2 separate regions of the Oryctolagus cuniculus genome follow, and region 2 is linked to region 1. Evidence: chromatin contacts called from public Micro-C data. All regions are on one chromosome and are shown on one strand. Each heading gives the region's core, a stretch centred on a gene start, on an enhancer-like site or on the middle of the called end of the contact. The rest is flanking DNA. Distances are from core to core; before and after follow the strand shown.

Region 1 (4,902 bases), core at 570-3,069:
TGTGACAAGGCTTCTATTCTAATCCTAATCTGATGGAGTGAAGGTCCGTGCTTTGTGCATCGGGTACCTCTAAAGACAGCAAGCGATCAGTAAGCGTCCGAGGGTCATTATTGACAGCAACTGAGTTAGTATTTGCCAACACTATAAACTTAGACACTCACCGAGACTCAACACCACTACCAAATGGTTCATTATAAGACAGTTTAATAAATACACTAGGGCCGGCGCCGCGGCTCACTAGGCTAATCCTTCGCCTAGCGGCGCCGGCACACCGGGTTCTAGTCCCGGTCGGGGCGCCGGATTCTGTCCCGGTTGCCCCTCTTCCAGGCCAGCTCTCTGCTGTGGCCAGGGAGTGCAGTGGAGGATGGCCCAGGTGCTTGGGCCCTGCACCCCATGGGAGACCAGGAAAAGCACCTGGCTCCTGGCTCCTGCCATCGGAACAGCGCGGTGTGCCGGCCGCAGCGTGCCGGCCGCGGCGGCCATTGGAGGGTGAACCAACGGCAAAGGAAGACCTTTCTCTCTGTCTCTCTCTCTCACTGTCCACTCCGCCTGTCAAAAAAAAAAAAAAAAAAAGAAATACACTAAATCCAAAATACAGTGTGGGGTTGAGACAGGGAGCCAAGAACCACGGAGAGTGAATCGGCAAGGATTCTTGGAGGTGAGATTGCAGCTGGCTCTCAAATAGCATCTTTCATTTTCCAAAAGATACCTTTCCTGTAGATTCTCAGACCTACCCTTCCTATCTCTATTTTAAGGTAGCAGTGCTAATTTGGCCTTCAGTGGGGAATGAGGAGGAAACTGCAATGCCTCATCTTGCCGCATGAAGCTGCTGTGAGTAGACCAGAGCCCACCCACCCCACATGCGTTGTCCTCCCTTGCGAAAACAGCCCTTGCCGCTCCAGCGCTGCTCCTGGGGCCTGACCTCTCTTTCAAGCCTGTAGTCAGCCGGCTTATCGGGCCTCCTCCAGCTGGATCTTGTTTTTGACTTGGCTGCTTCTTCTCATCTGTTTTCATTTCAGGCTCTGATCCTGATCCTTAAACTTGAATGTTGCCAAACCCCTTCTTCCTGCCTAGACCAAGGCTTAGGGATTATATTGAAGGACCATGGACCTAGGTGGGACAATCGTTAGCGTCCACCATTGGACTTCTGGCAGAGACTGCACTTGGGAACAGCTGAGCCTCCTCTAGGAGTCTGGGGTTGAAAGGAGCAGAACTAGATAGCCCGACATGCAGAACAGCGTAAACGGCTTTCCCAGAGCAATGAGGGGCAAAGTCTGGAGGTTGCAGCCCTTGCCCTGAGCGTCCAAGGTGGACTTTCTTTCTGAATGTTGAGCTACTCAGGGGCTCTAAGTAAAGCTCCAGTTACTGCACAGCCTTTATCCAGCTATGAGGCTCAGCATTCATGGAGCTGGAATTCATCCCCTCCCCCGTGACAGAAACTTCTCCCCAGATTTCTTGGCCATGGATTTGAAGGTGTGCCTCCACCTCAGAAAGCAGGCAGCTTCTTGGAAGGCTGCAAGGGATGAAAAAGTAAGATTGATTCTCCCTTTTGCCCATTCTCACGCCACTGCCTAGCCTGCCCTTCCCTCTTCCCACCCACAATCCCTCCTATTCCCCAAGGGCTGCCATTTTGGAGCCAAAATCCACTTTGTCAGCTCAAGAGCAGCCCTGCCTTCTCTTGCTCCACACACCATGTGACCCTGGAGAACCTCCAGGGCATATTTCATCTGGCATCAGCAACTAGAGGTCACTGTGACCCAAAACTTCCTGCATTCTCCGGCCTGGCAGCGCCTGCCAAAGCCAGCCGTGGCGGGGGAGGGAGAGCGCCACTGCGGGGTGAGGGGCGGGAGCTGACCGAATGTGGTGTCGGCCGCCTTGCCTGCCAGCAGACATCAGCGCCGGTTTTCCACTGCCGGCCATTCATTGGACTTGGCCAGCTTTGTTCCTTCTCTGGGACCAAGTCAACAAGCTGAGACCAGAGGAGCTGTGACTCTGGCATGCAGGGTACAACCACTTCTGTTTGCATGCACATCATGGCCAGCAGCTGTGCTCTGTTGTCCCCAGAGACAGCGATCCCCCCACCTGTCCCCAGGAATTGCTGTTCCATTTGTTTCCAGCATAGGAAAAAACACATATTGTTATTGAGGCCAGAGACTTCATCTTGAGATTCACTCAGGGTCAAAGGCAGTGAATGTGAAATCCTAACGCTGGGAAACTATTTTAATATCAGTTTACAAGGGTCCCCTTCCACACAAGAATCATAAAGTTTCAGGGCTAGAAAAGATCATAAACCATCCAAGCCAGTGGTTCTTCATCCAGTTTGGTAAAGAGACCTTTTGGTAATAGACAAAAACAAACCGCTCCCGACCCTGGGAAAAAGCCCATGGCCACACATGATTCTGCCCACGGTTTGCGGGGTGCAGGGACTCAGGAAGCTCATCTGTGGAAGGCTTGTCTGCTTCCACTACGGTATCTTGCCTCTCTGCCTTGCAATTGGCAGAAAGGAGAATGTGAGGCCGGGAGAGGATGTTGCCTCCTGCAAAGATCAAAGCTGGGTGCATTCCTGTAGAACCCAGATCTCACAGCTCCCAGCCTCCCTTGCAGACGACACAGGGGCCCTTCCGCCAGAGGCCCCTGGCCCTTTGTCTTTACCTTTATTGTCCCTCGTTTTTCTTCGTTTTTCCCCTTCCAGCTCTTTTCCCCTTAGTTCCTTGCTCTTCTCGCAGTCTTTCCCTTCTCACTTGATTTCCTCTAGTACTTTCTCCCCCCAATTCTCTTCATTTTTGCACTGAGCCTCGCCTGCTCTGTATATTGATGGGTCTTCAGCTCTGTGGCCCCCTGAAGAGGGCACTGGCTGTTGCTGAATCAAAAGACACAAGTGCTAAAGCAAGGATGGAATGAGATTGCAGAAAGCAGTGACATAAAAGAGAAAACCCTGTCTCTGTCTTCACATTTTCAATATGTATTTAGCACAAATGGGCCGTTTTACCCCTAGTAAAGAAAAGACGCCTACAGAAAGAAAGGAGCAAATCCCAGAAACCACTTCCGGAGATCAGAGGCTCCTAATGAGTGCTCCAAATACCCCCCTGAGAATGGCTTAGACCCTTTCAGGGATCTGCAATGTCAAAATTACTTTCAAAATAATGTTCGGATACTATTTTCCTTTGCACTATAATGCTGCACTGATGATTGCAAAAATGGTGGCACGTAAAACTGCTGAGGCTTTAGAATGAACGCATCGAGGCAGTGAAGCCAAATCACACTGTATTTTTTCACTGCCATGAACAAAAGTTTAAAAAAACGGAAGTTTGCCTTTAGAATGCCTTTAAAAGAGCAGTCAAAAGTCATTGTTGATTAAATTTAGAAGTGGGCTACATAACTTTTTACATTCCATGACAAACAGGAAATGTGCATAAAGGACCTCTGCTGTATATTGAAGAACAATACTTATTTCAATAAAAAGTAGTTTTGCAATAGAAACCAAATCAACCACTTTTTTTAATGAATCACCATATTAATTGGGAACAACTGAGAGACCAGCTGTGGTTATTTAAACCTGGATATGTCCAAAATATTTTCTCAGTAATATGCAGTATAAGCTGCCACTTCAAGGGCAAAACCAGGAATACCTTTTGACAATCAAAAACCTCAAGCAGTCCATTAAAAATCGGAATGCCAGAAAAGATGTATTCAGCACCATGAATTTAACAGCTTCCCAATCTTAAAACTTGTTGATTAGATTGATGATGTCTTGAAATATGTGAAATTTTCGTTTTGAAATAAAATGTGCCAAGGACTGGTAGAATTCAGTGAAGGAATACTTTCCAACTGACCAGTGCATAATGTTACAAAACCATTCATGAGAAAAGTATCCATTTAAAATGCATGATAGGGACCTGCTATGTGGCATAGCAGGTAAAGGCGCCGCCTGCAGTGCTGCCATCCCATAAGGGTACTGGTTCTATTCCCAGCTGCTCCACTTTCGATCCAGCTCTCTGCTATGGCCCGGGAAAGTAGTAGATGGCCCAAGTCCTTGGGCCACTGCACCCACGTGGGAGACCTGAAAGAAGTTCCTGGCTTCTGGCTTCAGATCAGCTCAGCTCCAGCCTTTGCAGACAGATGGGGAGTGAACCAGCAGACAGAAGACCTCCCTCTCTCTCTCTTTCTCTCTCTCTCTTCCTCTCCTTCTCTCTGTGTAACTCTGACTTTCAAATAAATAAATAAATCTTAAATAAAATAAAATGCATGATGGACTGTGGGATTTAAATATAGCTGAATATGAAATGCTCAATAGTAATGTTCCAGGGTTCTACAATACAGATGAATTGTAAGAAACTACCACTTGCTGGGGCTGACGCTGTGGTGTGGTGGGCTAAGCCTCTGACTGTGGCGCCGGCATCCCATATGGGTGCTGGTTCATGACCTGTCTGTTCCTCTCCCAATCCAGCTCTCTGCTATGGTCTGGGAAAGCAGAGCATGGCCCAAGGGCTTTGGCCCCTGCACCAGCATGGGAGATTCAAAAGAAACTCCTGGCTCCTGGCTCTGGATCAACAAAGTTCTAGCTATTGTGGTCATCTGGGGAGTGAACCAGTGGACGGAAGCTCTCTGTCTCTCCCTCTCTCTGTCTGTAACACTGCGTCTCAAATAAATAAATAAACATTTTAAAAAAAGAAACTAGAAACTACCACTTGTTGAGTTTTGATGTAGTGGCAAAAGAAAAAGTCTACAACTATCTGATTATGCAATTAAAATATCCCACCCTTTTGTAACCATATATCTGCAGAATTTCCTTCATTTACTTCAACTAAACAACAACTGTGGATGTAATATAAAAGCATATATGAAAATCAGCATCTTTAATCAGGCCAAATTTTAAGGATATTTACAAACATAAAATCACAC
Region 2 (4,289 bases), core at 1,531-4,030, 130 kb after region 1:
AATTTCTAATATTGACCTCTTCAGAACGGATCACATTGGGAAACAGGATATCTCAGCAAGCCTTCCAATACAATATTAATAAACATGACAGCAACTGCTTCTTCTATTTGATTAACCAAGCCCTAATGTGGCCAGAGCATAAAATGCCCATTCCCAATGAGCAATTATGGTGGGTATTATGGCCTAAATTGTGTCCTTTGCAGAATTCATGTTGAAGTCCTAATACCTGTTATCTCAGAATACGACCTTATTTGGATATAGAGTCTTTAAAAGGCAATCAAATTTAAATGAAGTCACCAGGATGGACCCGAAATCAATAGGACTGGTGCTGTTACAGGAAGGTGAGATCAGGCACAGACACACCAAGAGAAAAGGCCACGAGAAGACACCAGGGAGAACACAGTCATCTATAAGCCAAGGAGAGAGAGGTCAGAAGAAGAAAGCCCTGCCTTTATCATGATATTACACTGCCGCCATGCAGACTCATCCTGTCATTTAAGTCTGGGGTTGTTCGGCAGTCCTAGCAAACAAATGCAACAGGTGTAGTCAGTTGTGGCAACGTGCTTTTATCCCACATACAACCAACCTATGGAAAATGAGATATGAGGGAAAATCTTTTAGTTCTATTAAAAAAAAAAAAAAAAAAAAAAAAAAAAAAAAAAAAGGTCTTTGCATGGCCGGCACCATGGCGCAGTAGGTTAATCCTCCACCTTCAATGCCAGCATCCCATATGGGAGCCAGTTCGAGTCCCAGCTGCTCCTCTTCCAACCCAGCTCTCTGCTATGGCCTGGGAAAGTAGCAGAAGATGGCTCAAATGCTTAGGCCCCTGCACCTGCATGGGAGATCAGGAAGAAGCTCCTGGCTCCTGGCTTCGGATCAGCACAGCTCCAGCCATTGCGACCATCTGGGGAGTGAACCATCAGAAGGAAGACCTTTCTCTCTGTTTCTCCCTCTCACTGTCTGTAGTTCTACCTCTCAAATAAATAAAAAATTTTTTGAAAAAAAGCCTTTGCTTGCTTTACACATTACTCTAAAAAGATAGTTGCAACTGTATTAGCGGTCTTGAAACTACAAGGGAAAGAAAAAGAAATTTTCAGGGACACTGATCTTTACTTTTGACACAGATGAGTTACTGAACCAACCCCAGAACAGCTAACCTCTGGACATCTTGTTTTATTAATAAAACTCAGTTGTTTGAATTATTTTTGTACTCTACCATTTGCAGCCAAAAGAATCAACATTGTTACATCTCCAAGTATTGCCATTAACTGTTTTCATATTAAATCACTCCATTTCTCTGTCTGAAATCTGGAAGACTCATTGTAAGAGGTAATAGAAGTACAGCAATCTGAAGAATGAATTTCATCACATCAGGAAAGTGGATGGAAACAGATAGAGGCACACTAGGAAAATACTTTTAAATTGTATCGAAAGTCAGTTGGCAGAAGGTTCTCTCTCCCAACACCCTAGCATATTAATTCCTTCATTCAGGAAACATTTATGGAGCATCATCTATGTATGGGTACGTGCTGCCACCTCCAGTGAAAGGGAAATTGAGTCTTGAACTTGAGCAAGATTGTTTATTGTGGGTATGGAGACTAAATATTTTTGCAAGACTCATTTGGCTGACAAGGAGAACCAAATAAGTGAGGTAAATCCTGGCCTGTGGCCCCTGGCTCCAAAAGCAGCCAGACACTGTGCTTGCCTCTTTCTGCCCTGTGCCACTATAGACACTCCTCCTCAGATAGGAAAAGGACTGCTCATATCAAACAATACCTGAAGAAACTACATCAAACGGCGTGGTGAGTTGGGAGCCACAGGGGATGGTACAGTTGGGAGTCTCTGCTCCAGGGAGGAGCCCACCAGCTAGGGCTGCCTTCCAGAAGGTAATCACAGCTTGTAAAAGCACCCTGGCGCCATGGTCATGGGACACTGCTCCTTTCCCATGAGTCCGGGGGTTCCAGGGACGGGAGAATAGCTGGCACAATAGGTGGCAAGTTAAATCATCATCTGTCTGAACCAAGCAGTTCACAACTGGAATGAGGAGAGATTAAGTAAAATAATCCTTGAGTTGTTTTTGTTTTTGTTTCCTGCCTTGTCTTTTTGTGTGTTTGTTTTTGTGATGAGAGCCAAGAAATCATTATTTTTCCTTCCAGGTGCCCAATAACTGAAAAGCCACTTTGGAGGGCGCCGACGCTACCTCGCCAGTATTGTTGCTGCCCCACGGAAGGGTGGGTAGGGCCTGGCAGTTAGGCAGCCCGTGTTTTAATTGGCCTCCTCCTGAAAGGGAACAAGCCAAACATTTGCGGGATGCTTATTCGAGCCAGTTTCAGAGTAATAAAAGTGAATCTTTGATACACAGAGAGTTTATGTTCTTCATAAAAATGCTAATTGCAATCTTCACTGAAAGGAGTGGCAAGAATGCTTTCCCCCTTGGGCTTGTTCGTGTGAAGAGGATTGTACTATGTGGATGACCTTGGTTCACTAAGGAGGGACAAAGCTTCAGGCCTCTCTACAGCCTTACAAACCCCACCCTAAGGAGTCCATCTCTGCAACTCTCAGAACATTCAGACTCTTTTCATGGAAAACTGGAAAGCAATGTATTCGTTTCTTTAAAAAAAAAAAAAAAAGCTCTGAACCCAAACACACAGGGAGAGCTTACAATATGTGTTCCTTCAGTAAGTATGTTTTTCCAAGGCCAATTTGGAGGACCTTCCTAGTTGGCTGAGAAAGCCTGGAGCCCCGGTAACTGCGTTCACAGCCCTCTCTGTGGCTTGGAAACCTTCCCCACCTACAGATGCTACAAGAAGCTGCTGATGTTTTTCCAGGGCCCCACTGTTTGCCTCTCTCAGTGCAGAGAAGGGAGACCGGGTGATGAGCGAGTTTTTATTTGTTCTGTGGGATGACTCATTCAGCAAGAGTTTCCGACCCAGAGTTTTAGTCTTTCTTTGCTGTATTCATCCTCCTCCCCACCCTCTTTGATTTTTTGGTCCTCGGGCAGGTTTCCATTCACCCTCTCCTGTCATCCTCTCCCTCAAATCACAAAATATAATAAGACTTTAAAAAAAAAAGTTAAACGTCCCACAATTGCACTCAATTTACTCGGGAACTTGTTTAAAGGGCAAGAGTTTTGAAACACGATCAACAAAATAATCAGTTCTGGATTGCATTAAATAGCAACCTTCCAGGCTGAGCCAAGTCTTACGAGACAAAACAGTCCTCTCCCATCCCTTCCCCCTGCCATGAATGGGACTCTGTGTCTCAAAAACATTTTATTGAATATTTCCCGAAATGATGTCTGTCTTTCCAACAGGGAGCGTGTGCAGTCTTTCTCAGAACTCAGACCCATCTTCGGTCCAGCTGCAGCTAGGTATTGCTCAATAGCTCTGGGTTGCTCACAGAAGCTGCACAATGATTCTACAGTGGACACTCAGCATTCACAGGAATGCTGGGGTTTTGGTGTTTTTTTTGAAAAAGGGTGGGGTGAGAGGGTACTAAATCTGAAGTTAATCAAAACTAATGGGACAAAACATCACACCAGGAACCAATTTTCATTCCAGTCGTGCGATAGAAATTTGTATTCATAACATGATTTCTAATATCCCATTCACCTTTTCCAATTGTGTACAAGACACAGTTCTTTAAACCTTGTCTTTTCCACCTGCAAATTGGACAAAGAGGAAGAAGAGCCAGAGAATGTAATACTCCTTATGAAGGTGCTGCGGTCGTGTCTTATAATGTTCTGCCCTTTTATTCTAAGTCGCATAATCAATGGTTCTATGCAGACTCTCTTCTGCAGACTCTAAATCTCATACAATCCAATAGAACCCAAGGAGCCCAAGTTAATAGCAGCTTAGACCAGGCAAGGGCAAACAAGGACCAGATAGGGCCACCAAGTCAAACACTGTGGTAGGGAAAACAGGATTTCACTCAAGGAACACTTGCTGCTCACACCATGCTTAGGTCAAGGCTGGTGTCACGGGACCAAGATCTCACAGCCAGAGGAAACATTTCCAAATGCTGTGATGCTGTCCTAGGGAGATGAAGAGTGAACAATTACCTACTGGGTGGGATGGAGAAGCTGGTGGGCATGCTACAAAAGGCTCCTGTAAAGGCTGGAGGATCTCTCAGAAGTGTTGGCATCTGTACTAGTCAAAATGTCTTTTTAATTAGCCAAGTGGCAAAGGCTGGGGATAGTGACATGAGAAGAGAGGAGAGCACAGCAGAAAGCAGATGCCATGTTAGAAGGTCATGGAGACAGTAGAGCCCAAGGTGCAAAGGAAAGACAC

Evidence for each region. A called contact is a pair of places that touch in the nucleus more often than the background predicts.
Region 2: a Micro-C map of ear pinna shows a contact between it and region 1, with 2.8 times the contacts expected there. The contact joins two enhancer-like sites. A contact is called at or near these places in 2 of 6 Hi-C or Micro-C datasets (ear pinna and psoas muscle).

The regions. Positions count from the first base shown.
Region 1 is chr4:90,539,327-90,544,228 of mOryCun1.1, forward strand. No RefSeq gene overlaps it. Among named protein-coding and RNA genes, the nearest start is that of TPRG1, 84 kb to the left of the region's middle. Within about 2 kb of position 1,820, at least 2 of the 8 cell types and tissues checked have an H3K27ac peak or open chromatin away from gene starts, as enhancers often do. A contact at or near this core is called in ear pinna, where this site is marked.
Region 2 is chr4:90,666,936-90,671,224 of mOryCun1.1, forward strand. No RefSeq gene overlaps it. Among named protein-coding and RNA genes, the nearest start is that of TPRG1, 210 kb to the left of the region's middle. Within about 2 kb of position 2,781, at least 2 of the 8 cell types and tissues checked have an H3K27ac peak or open chromatin away from gene starts, as enhancers often do. A contact at or near this core is called in ear pinna, where this site is marked.